Regions from separate parts of the Mus musculus genome. Here region 2 is linked to region 1. The links are chromatin contacts, called in public HiCAR-type maps. All regions are on one chromosome and are shown on one strand. The core of a region is the stretch at or near the end of the contact, and the rest is flanking DNA. Distances in the headings are between cores, read along the strand shown. Region 1 overlaps BC052040 (cDNA sequence BC052040). Region 2 has its middle 47 kb from the start of Gm31590.

Evidence for each region. HiCAR-type assays count read pairs that join an accessible place to other places.
Region 2: a contact with region 1 is called in a HiCAR-type map of astrocytes, with 2.5 times the contacts expected there. The contact joins two enhancer-like sites. A contact is called at or near these places in 5 of 484 Hi-C or Micro-C datasets (ganglionic eminence, nephron progenitors, neural progenitor cells and 1 more), 6 of 115 datasets of contacts at active chromatin or transcription factors (astrocytes, embryonic forebrain, embryonic hindbrain and 3 more) and 1 of 9 other capture datasets (embryonic tail).

Annotation. Positions count from the first base shown.
Region 1 is chr2:115,720,649-115,726,760 of GRCm38.p6, reverse strand. The region is part of intron 10 of BC052040 (cDNA sequence BC052040); the gene reads right to left. Among named protein-coding and RNA genes, the nearest start is that of Gm52524, 53 kb to the left of the region's middle. Within about 2 kb of position 3,065, at least 37 of the 459 cell types and tissues checked have an H3K27ac peak or open chromatin away from gene starts, as enhancers often do. A contact at or near this core is called in astrocytes, where this site is marked.
Region 2 is chr2:115,850,668-115,856,779 of GRCm38.p6, reverse strand. No RefSeq gene overlaps it. Among named protein-coding and RNA genes, the nearest start is that of Gm31590, 47 kb to the right of the region's middle. Within about 2 kb of position 3,934, at least 41 of the 459 cell types and tissues checked have an H3K27ac peak or open chromatin away from gene starts, as enhancers often do. A contact at or near this core is called in astrocytes, where this site is marked.

The DNA.
Region 1 (6,112 bases), core at 1,816-4,315:
TGATGCTGCTTTTTATTTATTTATTTATTTAAAGCTATCCTCAGCTGTGAGCTGGCACTCGCTACCTGGTCAGCACAAATTGTACTATCTACTTTCATTAGCTCGTCACCACAAGGAAATCTGAAAGGCTGTGACAAAATTCATTTAGAGAGAGTGGGTGAGAGCAGACTGTTAGAACACCTGCTTTCGGCATGGATTCGAGGAAGGGTTCGTTTTTTCTCAATTCTGAGAAACCAAGGGCTTTCTCTCATGTTCACTTTGCATTAAGACCCCCAGCCTGTGAAACACAGTGGCAATGGGAAGTAGGAAAATTACATCCACACAAAAATTTGGAACATGATTTGGAGGGGAAAAAAAAATCAGCTGAATTTACCAGGTGGCAACTATCACCTGAAAACTTGGCAGATTTACATATAAGATTCTTGCTTTTCTCACTGAGGGACTTTTAGCATTTGAAAACAACATGACAGCCGACCACTATATAGACAGGTTCTGTGCTGGGGTCAGAGTTCTGTACTCCTTCAGGGTTTACAGGGATCCGAGCAGTGGTAGGGGACTTGATGAGTTTGGCTTCCAGGCTGTCACCAGTCTCTCGAGAACGAGCAAGTGTTAACCCCTAGCAACCCTCTTTGGTTCCAGGCTATTCAACCCCAGTGGAGCAGCATTAGGTCTGTTCTTGTGAGCCATGGAAATAAATGCACGAGGCTCACTAGCTGCAGCATCTGCTGCATCCTGTCTGTTTTCTGACCACAATCTTAAGTGATGGCTGAAAAACCCGGCACAAGAATATTGTTGGAGGAAATTGCTCTTGGCAACTATTTGTTCAGGCTCAAGATTTTCTTTCTTTTTATTTTATTTTATTTTTTTATTTTTTTAAACCAACACTAAGAACCCACCAGAAAATAGGCCAGGTCTCCCTAATGAGTAATCTATTTTAGCGCAGTCTTGTCTAGGCATGACAGTTTACTGAGAGGCTTGAAAAACTCGTAATTACCAGTGTTACAGGGCAATTAATGTATATTACACTGCACTACTCATGGCAGCAACTGTCATTTTCTCAATAAAAATGAGCACTCTTCAGCTAAAGGCGACATTAATTGGGACTTTAATGACTATGCAGAGAAGCTGAAGCCAAATATGAACAAAACAGCGATTCAATGAGCGACTTCAGAAACGAGAAAATTGTACTAAAATGAGATTAATTGCTGTTTAGAAAAAGGAAAGAACCTAAAAAGCTATTAAATTGCAGGGTTTGGGTGCCCGGGTGATGGTTGTGATGTTAATCTTGCATTCTCGCAGCAGGCAAATATTCACTAAATTCAGAGCCTTTTGACAGCAGGAAAAAAATCATGTATGCTTAACTTCAATCCATCAAAAATATATTTCAGCTTTTATCAGTGTTCTAAATACTTCTGCAATTTCAAAAATTACTGCTCCATTCCTTGGCTGTCATCATGCAAATGTGAACACTGTCAATATTGCTATGAAAAATTTCCCAGCTTCAAAAGGCCCACTTCAGTGATAAGAAAGGAAAGCCCGAAGATTAGAATTGCAAAACACACACTCCTAATATAACGGAAATCAAACAATAAGAACTTAATGTTTAAGTTGTGGAAACTGCTAAAATAGAAAATGATGGGGTGGGCCTTTTTTTTTTAATATAGAAAAGAAAATCAAAGAAAAATAATGATGAAATTCTTTCAAGGCTTGTAACTTTGTGCCTAATTAATCCTCAGCACTAATTAGGAGAGAATATCCCATCCTGGCTTCAGGTGCTGTAACTGTGACTACTGCACTCCCGCTCCTAAGCCTTCGCTCTGCTTCTCTGTCCCTTAAACGCCATCACATAGCGGCTTCTCTGTATAGCCTTTTCAAATATCCTGAGGACTGTGGATTCAGGCTGGAGTGCTTGAACATCGACTCATGAGAACGATACACATGCATGAGAACTGTGGAGTTGTGGACTCTGTAACTCTCCTTGTTTCCAACACCTGGCTTTTATCCTTCTATTTCTTTAAAAGGAGACTAGTAACTTAGTATTTGCCTTCTGAAGGAGTCTTTAGGAAAACTCCACAGTGGACAGCAAGGGAGTGGCCCCAGAAAACCTTGTCCACCTGTCTCACTGCTCTCGCTGGCTCAGAACCAATCTGTTTGTTCCTCATTTTACTGTTTGAAGACTCTTCTCATCCCCAACACGAACCACATCCACCTAAGGCCATGGTGGGTGAAGGGGGAACCTGCAGCTTCCAAATAAGTGACAGATATTGATTGACAAGCTAGTGGGGCCGGATGAGAGGATATGGGCATGGATGGGTCGTTCAATGTCAGACGCCTTGACCTTTACTGGCCAGCTGTCCTGCTCACTAGGAAACCACTGGACTTTGAATTGGAGCTCGGATGTGACCATCCACGTGAAACAGGCTGCTTTTAGAGCCAGGGTCTCTCTACCTTACCTGCTCTGCTTGTCCTGCAAACCTTCTTATATCTAGACTTTCAGATTAACAGCATAATTCTTCCTCAAGAGGCTAACAAATGTCCTTTATAGTCCCCGCTTTTTTGGAGGTGAAAAGAGACCTTTGTTATTCATTGTGCCATTTCAAAAACTAAGCTTCTCTCTTACCTCAAAAAACTACTTTATTTTAAAGACAAAAAAATTCACCAAGCTCCTCCAAAAAACCCTTTTAGGCAGAGTCCTTAGAGGAGACAGGTGCCTTTGGATAAATTGTCTTTAGTGACAAACTATTCACATACATTTTCTTTCTTTCTTTCTCTCTTTCTTTTCTTTTCTTTTTTTAAAAGAAGATGTCAATAGTTTGATTCTATTTTGTCTATGCAAATACCATTGATAAAAGTTTCAATGGACGTTTTTCAGGGCGTGGAAGAGTTCCAAACTAGGTAATGAAATGGCTCTCAGGAATAGGATACTAATTCACCCAACTTGCCAAGAATGATCTAACCCAGCAGGCAGACAAAGCGACCGCGAACCATCCACATGATCCTAGATAATCCTTTATACTGTATCTCTAGGATCTCATCCCCGGGCGCAGTTCACTGTGAGGCTCCATTTGGGGCTCCAGGTTTCCCATTTGCAAATGGGAGCAACTTTGTCATGCTAAATTGGAAGCCTGTGAACTGAGTGCAAGCACTTGGCAGACACAGGCTCCAGGAATGTTAACGACTGCATTGGAATAAACCTTTCAGGAGAGCTCGGAACAAGAATTTACTAGATACTGTTTGTTGTTCACTTGGTGGAATTCCTTACCCCTGGCCGTTGCCACACTGGTACCATGAGAAAAGGTGGCCCTGTAAGGCATGAGAAAAGGCTTGCATAAAAAGCAAGGAGCACAGCTGTCTCATTTTAACTCAACTCCATTTTAACCTCATTATTAATTTGCACAAATATCACAGGCCTCTCTTCCAAAATAGGTATCTGTGGTTCAGATTTCATATTGGGGGTTCTCTAAGACTGAGGTCCAGCACAATGCCAGTCAATCTCACAAGTGACAGGCCATGTTGAAGCTGGGAATAGTGACAAGTTACAGGCACTTAAAAAAAAAAAAAACCAATTCCAGGAGATTAGTAAGATGCGTTTTTAGATACATACACTCAAACATTATAAACTCAGTGAGAAGCCAAACTGGAATATCTCAAGTTTGGAAGATGAACAATATTTTGATGTGCCAAGGCTAATACATTATATGTTTCGAGTCTTACTATTAAGACCTGTAGCAACTGTTTTAAGAGATGAGTAGAAAGGAAACAAATGGTAAATGTTTATTCAGTCATACAGTTCTGAAAGAAAACAACTGCTAATTTGCATTAGCTTGGGATGCCTTAGCAGACAGCTTTTTAACAGCTATCACCTCGCAGCAGCCCAGGAAACAGAGAGTTCCCTCGCTCCCTTTCTACCTGTTCCTGAAATGTGAGCTTTAATTTATGTTTCCCACTAGCCACGGATACTCAGCAAGTTCAAAATCACTTCAAAATGGACCATGTCCTTTTCCAGGTAGTTTGTGGGAGAGAGACTCAACAGAAGGGGACAGAGCAGGCTCCCAGACTCTACCTTTCAATACAGAAAACAAGGTGCATTTTGGGTTAAGGGGAAGTTTTAAGGTTATGGGAGACTCCACTGTAGTGTAACTGGCAGGGTTATTTTGTATACATAAAAAGTTGACAGCCTATGTTGAGGGGTGATAGGATCTCAGCCATGTAAATGCAAGTAAATCTTATGTAAAGAGGAATACATTCTGATTTAGTTGTTAATTAACTTTTCTAACATTATAGGAGGAAGTAAAGGGACAGGAGAGGTTGGAAAGGGGCTCCCCCAAGGACTGCCTTGGTGCAAAGATGGGGCTCCTGTTGATGTCTCCATCATCTCAGGATTTTATGACTCAGAGAAACAGCAACAGGCTTTGTGTACAGACCATCTAACTTTAGGTAAAAGGGGAAGAAGAGAAAGTTCCAAAGAAAAGATGGCAACTAGATTAATAAACAGAACCAAGATGGGGGAGGGAGTTAGATGACAGTAACTGAGCAGAACATGGTGAATGTGATGCAAGGTGAGAGACAAGAAAGTCCCCCGTAGGTGAGGACCAGTGCTGCTGAGCATGGTGAGGTCAGGAGTGACATCAGGGTTTTTGCCTCCCTGTGGATCCTTTGTTCACCCTCTGGTCAATTATGCGGTATGAAAAGAGAAACATGCTTCACACACTAGCTTAGGATGGGGGAGTGTGAGCATATCTGTCTCCAAGGAAACCATGCATGAGAAGGGCCAGTAGCAGACTCTTTTTCCTGAGTTAAATGTTTACTCAAAGTATAGGTGAAAGCTTGTAATTCCAACCAAAGCCAAATATGACAAAAGCCACCACAGGGTGATTTCTGATATACAGATAATTCCACCCCATTATCTCCACAACCCTGTCTGTCTGTCCTTCCTTCCTTCCTTCCTTCCTTCCTTCCTTCCTTCCTTCCTTCCTTCCTTCCTTCCTTCCTTCCTCTTTTCTCCCTGAGACTATGTAGCCATGGCTGGTCTGGGACTTGCTATATAGATCAGGTCTTGAACTCACAGAAATCCCCCTGCCTCTGCCTCCCTAGTGCTGGATGTGTGTGCCATCAACCCAACACTCCCCTCCCCCCTCTTTGGACACACCAAACTTACAAAAAATGAACTTAATGTGTATTTTCGTAGGCTTTCTGAGTTAGAACCTTTTCTATGTATGGCTTGATTCCATCTTAGTAGGAAAATAATAATTTCACTGTCTGCTGCAAAGTCAGGGAAGGCTAGGAACATCAAGACCTGAAGACCTTTTGCTGGCATCCCCAAGCTGGAATAAAAACAAAGGCTGAACACACCCAATCACAAAGCTCTAAAACTCCACATTTCTTGAGCGCCCCAGAGTTTGGATCAGGATTGGGATAGTTCAGTTTGGTAAAAATCTTAAAATAGACAAAAACCAAGCAAACCTTTTATCATTTATACTGATGGGCCAAAGCACGTTAAACCAGCATTTAATGTAAACTTACCTTCTTGCCTTGGGATTCATATCAGGATCTTAACTCCCATTGCTGCCTATTTTTATGAGCCCTGAACCCCTCCCAGTTGTATATTTATATACATGCTCTCTACTGACATTAAGCCATTCTATGCAAAATAACGCAGAGCACACTGGGAAACAAACCAACTTTAGACTCCTCTCCCAGCGTAGTACAGGGAGCACCTTGAGGAACACTGTTTTCAGGACTTCCCAAGCATTCCCATGGTGGTGAGGAGTTAACTGAGCTCACTGGGCTCCATCTACCTATTTAAAAACTGTCAGCGTTCTGTTTGTTTGTCTGTTCATGCTTTTGTTAATAAGAATGCAAGGAAGAGGGGCTGGAGAGATGACTCAGTGGTTAAGAGCACTGACTGCTCTTCCAGATGTCCAGAGTTCAATTCCCAGCAACCACATGGTGGCTCACAACCATCTGTAATGAGGTCTGATGCTTTCTTCTGGTGTGTCTGAAGGGAGCAATGGTGGTGTACTCATATGCATAAAATAAAATAAATTAAAAAGAATACAAGGAGGAAGTTTTGTGATGGTGAAAGACCCACAACATGAGGACTCCCCTGCGT
Region 2 (6,112 bases), core at 2,685-5,184, 130 kb before region 1:
GCAGATCTGTTTCTCTTTTTTCTCTCCCTGAGACTTAATGATGTAAATTTTCTAATTAGTTAAATCATATTGCTTAAAGGGCTAATATTTACCGTGTAAGAAATGATCATTCTGATTTGGACCTCTTGAAATATTTCGAGAAATAACATTTGGCTTTTAGGTTGAGGGATGGGGTGGGGGGAGGGGGGAGGCGCTAGTGGAGTGAGGGAAGGCACGGACCGGCAACATGTTAAATTAATAGTTCAAGTTGAGCTGGGCTCACACCCCAAGTCCGCTTTTATTTTTCAATCAGCGAAGATTTAATTGGCAGCCCTCGGGCCGGGCGATCTGATATTTTCTCATTAGTTTCCCATCACTAATCTTGAGTGGTAGGTTGTCTTACAGGTTGTCAACATTTGACCAATTTTATTTAAGGGGGGTGGGGGGTGGGATGGGGGCGCATTATGACTTCGGGATGTGAGACCTGCAAATAAATCCTGCTTGGATCAGCGGAACTAACAGGCGAAAAAAATGTTGACTATTCATCGTCGTTTCTAATAAGTTGCATTAATATATATTTCAAGAGGGTGTGATTATATGTGCTCTGTAAAGACACAGATGAAAAGAGGTCGGAGCTGCAGCACTAAACTAGTTGAAGTGAAACGTAGATACATTTCCAGCCGAAGGTAAATAAGCCGAGTGGAATCGTTGTTGAGGGTTTAGGAGGTACGATCCTCCTCCCCTTCCTCTTGCAGCTGCGTGAAACCGCCAAGCCTGTGTCACCGAGCTCTGAGCGGCTCCGCGGGCTGGTCCACAGATAACATCAGAGCGCCCCCTGCTGGCCTTCAGGGCAGACCGCGGCGGGACAGCCCCCCGCGAAGCCAACGGTGTTTTTCTGCGCCCCCCACCCTTCTCCACCTACCCTTTCCACTACTCTCACCCTCGTCCGCTGCAGCGAGGGAATAGCTTGTCATGGCTGAACATTTAAATGAATAAATTTTAAAAATAATAATAAAACAGGAAAGTACTCACACCTTTCACTTGGCCTCGGGGAATAAACGACCAAATGCCTAAGCAAAAGGATTCGTTTTCTAATCTCCTTATTCTGTAGGGGTTTGATCAAGTTTGCTTTTTCCCCCCTTGCAGATTTAACTTCCAAAGATATATTTTAATGGACAACCCTGAAGGCTTTTTATTATTATTGCTATTAAAAAATAGATATCTGATGAGGGGCAACAAGAAATGCCAAATAATATTTCTTGTACTTGTAAAAGCAAACTCCGGGGGGGGGGATTTCACAGGTTTATAAAAGTCTACAGGAATCGCTTTTGGAATTTAAGCAGTTCTCAATTTGAGGTAATTCCTTTTGCACACATCTTTGGGATCCCAGAGCATTCAAAATGTGTGTGTGTGTGTGTGTGTGTGTGTGTGTGTGTGTGTGTGTGTGTGTCTGTCTGTCTGTCTGTCTGTCTTAGTTGTCACAGTATCCATACACAAACAGGTCTTTTCCATGCCTGTGTTTTTCTTCCCTGACCCTGTTTTCTTGCTTTTGCTGAACGCGGACAGAGCGGCTGAAGCGCACCCCAATATCCTGCCGCCTCCGGAGTGTAAGCACTTCATCTCTCTGCACCGCAAGGTGCGCCGTTTGGTTTCAGAGAGTTGGGGTTTGGTGCACAGCGGCGTACTTCTAGCGTCCAGATTACTCTCTCCTGGGATTTCTGCACAGGGTAGAAGGCGCAAGCAAGCAGGTAACGCGACCCATCTCCATCGCCTCTGCCTCTGGGAGAAGACGCTGACAAAGCAGCCGTGTCAGAAGGGTCTCCCCGCCGCAGTTGGACCCCCCACATCAGACATGGCAATCTACCACGCGGAACGACTTTGGCTTCTCAGGGAGTTTTTGGTTTTTATTTTAAAGAATCAGATTGCGGGTTTTTCTGAGAGCAATTCTGAGGAACGAGGCTCTGGGGAAGGAAAGAACGGTGCATTTGGAAAAGGTGTGTCTTTCCTCCCCAGTGCTTCTAATTCTTGGATTGCGCAATCCATTCTCTACCCTGGCTCTTCTGCAGATTCCACTTTCACATCTCAGATCCCCACCCTCGTTTGTGGATGTTGGAGGTCTGGGTCAGGCACCCTGGGACCCCACAGAAAGGGGCGCTTCTAGGAAAAGGCAGTGGTGGGAGTTAACCCAGATCTTTTGGGCAGAATAGGGATGGCTAAGTGCAGCTGAGCTTGAAATATTGTTAGGGACTATTGTAATAACTGAGATAGATTTAAATATGCACCAGCAAGCAAGCTGTTATGCCGAGAAGGAATCTGTTTTGAAGTTCATTGCATTACTTTAAAAGTACATTCTTCTCTGAGGAAGTCTGCCACTGCGGTTGACTTTTTTGAAAGGTCCCCTTTAAGCTCAGTAAAGTGTAAGAGAAGTTACTGCACAACACATGGACCGCCTTAAATATATGTGTACATAGGTATTTGCGTGCCCAGGGAATGCATAGCTGTCCGTGCAACTATATAAACACAATAAAACAAACACAAGGGAGTGGACCCCGCTGCAGCTGAACTCAGAACAAGAAGCAGTCAGCACTATACTCTCACACTCACGAGGGAGGAAGGGTAGAAATCCCACTGTGTTTGGTTACAAACAGCTTAATAAAATTGGGAGGCATTGACAGTCTGGTCAGTGTTCTAAATAAATTGACACGAAGGTCCTCCAGAAGAGACAGAAAATACCTCACCATCAATCTTAAGCCACTTGCCGATTATGATTGCAAGAAAGAGATCACCGAGACTTAGCTTCTCAAATGGCTTGTTAACAGCCCCATGCCTATGTTTTGGCAACAAAATTAACTCTCCAGGAGGAAATAAAATTTTAAAATTTGTTTTGTTTTGCTTTAAAGGCAAAGAAAAATCATCCAAGGAACTTGCTTTTAACACCCTGGATTTGTTGCTGGTCAGAGACTGCTCTTCCCTTCTAGTTTGCTCAGTTGGGCCGACAAAAGAAACGGGATCAACTGATACCTCCATGGGATAAAAGAAAACACTAATATCAGCCTTTAGTTTTCCCTCTTGCTTAGAAGAACTTTATTTTTAATGTCCAGCGTTTTTGTGGTTGAAAGTTGTGCAGATGTAAAAGATGTTAGTTACCTTGTCCACAGCTATCAGGCGACTGGTGTCACTTGAATTTTGCAAGCTTTTTGTATCCATTTGAGTTCGTGAGAAAGAGAATTAGATACCAATATTGTGCACTTTCAAGTAGGTACCCTCCACCCCATCCCTCTCTCAACAGCACCCAAGCCTGCATCTGAATCCTGATGCCCTAATAACCACACTTTACAGAAAAAGGTGGTTAAGCTTTCCATCACTGGGCAGTCTGACAAAGATGCAGCCTCTCTTTGCCCCTAGAGTCCCAAGAAAGAGTGTCTCCACATACGCAAATATTTTTTTTCTATGTTTTCCTTAGAAACTTGAATTGGGTGAACATTTCGGAGGGGTCCTGAATAATTAACATTTCAAAAGGCAAAATGCTGAACAAAGAGAGACAGGTACCAACAACAAAAATATAAAATGAACCGTGCTTTAAAAAAAAAAAATCAACTGTACAGTTACAGATGCCACATCTCAACCTCTCTCACCGAGTGACCCGCTCTCCTAGCACTGAAGCCCTCTCTCCACCAGAGATTCAGGAAAACTGGGGTGTCTGGGGAGAGAGAAAGGGATGGGACCTCCTGGCAGCCTACTCTTCCCACCTGTTCCCTCCGCCCCAAGCTAGATAGAAGTGGCGCCCAGACTCCAAGTGACACTCATCAGGGTGTGTCGCCAAACCAAAGTGGAAACCCAAGTAAGTCCCCGAAGGCCCAGCAGTCTGCCAAAGGGACAAGACCTTAGGGTCGGAGGCACACGCCACCGCCCGTCTGACTGCCTGGCGGGCTGCCTGCGCTTGGGTGGACAAAAGGCTCACTGGCTACTCTAGTGTCGCAGCTGTTCTGTGTCATTCGATGGAGAGAGCAGGCGCTGCAGTGGTGGTGCGCGCGCGCGCGTGCACGGCACACACGTGCACTTGTGTCTGTATCCAGACTCAGGCACTCAACTGTCTAAGTTCCTGGCTCTACTCAGGCCCCTCAGCAGATCCCACCGCATCCCTATGCTACCTGTGTCCCCGGAGCCACGCCCAGACAGGTGTGCCCACCGTGAACCGCAAAGCCTCAGGGTAAAGACTCATGCGAGGAGAGTCAAGAGGCCATAGGCTAGGCGGGGGTCAAGAAGAATGATGGAGTTCTTCAGCTGGAATATCCCAACATTCCAGCTACTGTCACCACACTCAATCTTTCCAGCCCAGACCTGCCGGGTCCAAGAGATTGATTCTGGCAAAAAAAAAAAAAAAAAAAAAAAAAGAAAGAAAGAAAGAAAAACCTGGCTCAGGGAAACCCCGGGGGTGGCCACTGACGCCTGAGACTGAACAGGCTTGGCTTAGGTTCGAAAAACACAGTTTTAATTTTCTTAATGAAGGCGCGCTCTAGAGCTCAGCTGGTAATGGCTGTGCCGAATTTAATAGACTTCTGTCGAACAGCAGAAGACGGATAACTATCGGTTCTAAGTAATCTGCTCTAATGCAATTATTTTTTCCAGGTTCGAAAGTCATTCTGTGGAGAGGGCAGGAGTGAATTAAGCCCCCAGGGGACCTTGGACACAAGGTCCCCCGGGGGCACAAGAGACTGCCTGAAACTGGACCTGAACCTCTTGGGAGAGCTATTTGGGCTTGAGGGTGGAGTCCAGGGCTTCACTGACCTTGGTATCCTCACACCACCCCGTCTCTGCTCACCCACCCATCATTCTTCCTCCACTATTGGTCCCTCTCCCTTCCTCCATCTCTCTCTTCTTTCTCCTCACCTCCTCCAGAAGGCATGTTTCTTTCCTCTCCTCTTTGACTCATCTTTGGGGCTGACCACCATTCCGAGTTTTTCTCTCGGAAGTGTACTCACTCACACAGAAGTAAACTATGGGACTGTCAGGAGTTGAAATGGAATTGTGTGTGATGTTTAGAATATTAGTGTAGCCGTGCACACAGCTAATATATATTTCTAGCCAAAGAGGGAACCAATCCAATCCACATCGACATATAAAAGCTAGCCTCCTTAGAAGATTTTACACAAATTATCATTCCAGGAAATTTTTATTTGGAATTACCCAAGCTCTCCTCAACTATCTACTTCACTTGGCCTGAAACACAAACCTCAGGAAATAGTGATTTAAAGATGTAAAAACTAACAGGAGTCATAATTTTCCTTTGCACGTAAACCAAGCCAAACCAAGTCAAGGAAGTCACTGTGCCCAGAGGAAGCCTAAAGCTTCTGACATGGGCACTTGACCATCAGCCCAGCTACAGGACAAAGGAGGTGTCCATTCCAGAACCCCAGAATATCACCACCCACCCCCAGTGTGCGAAAACCCTGGTTTCATTGAAATGCCCACTCCTTGTTACTGTTTAGTCCTGTGGGAGCTATCTCCTTCCCCCACCCCTGCCCTGTTCTTTTTCCCTTCTGTTTGAGGTACAAGCACAAAGTTCTGTAACCATCATCTCCTCTTTTTCGCCCCAACCCTACCCTTTTCTCCCATCCTTGTCTCCTATCACAGTGGCCAAGAGCAGAGCTAGCATAGAGTCATAGGAAGCCGGGAAACCGCAAGGAGGGAGGCCCTCTTATCTCTTGGCCCTGAGGTACACACCTCTCCTGAACAGTCAGGCTTCAGTAAGAGGAGAGGACAATCCTGTTCCCTCTCCCTTTCCCTCAGCTCTTCCCAAGCTCCTAGGTCCTCAAGTCTGAAGGATTCTAGGGGCTTGCAGCCACTAGGCAGAGTGGACACATGGAATTTGTCATCCAAGTGAAGAGAAGGTGGCCCTGGATAGGCACCAGCCGAAAGAACTACATCTAATTCCTTCAGTGTTTGGACGTCATTACCCTTTAAATTAGAGCCCGAGAAAAGTGTCAGAGGTCCCTGATGATGCCCAGGCCCACCCTGTTCCAGCAACCTTGAATTTTGATGGTACTAAGGGTGGGGGCCACCCCTTAGCTGCAAGAGCAATGTTGGCATGAGGTAAGCAGTAACTGCCACTTAGTCCCACTCTGCCACCTCA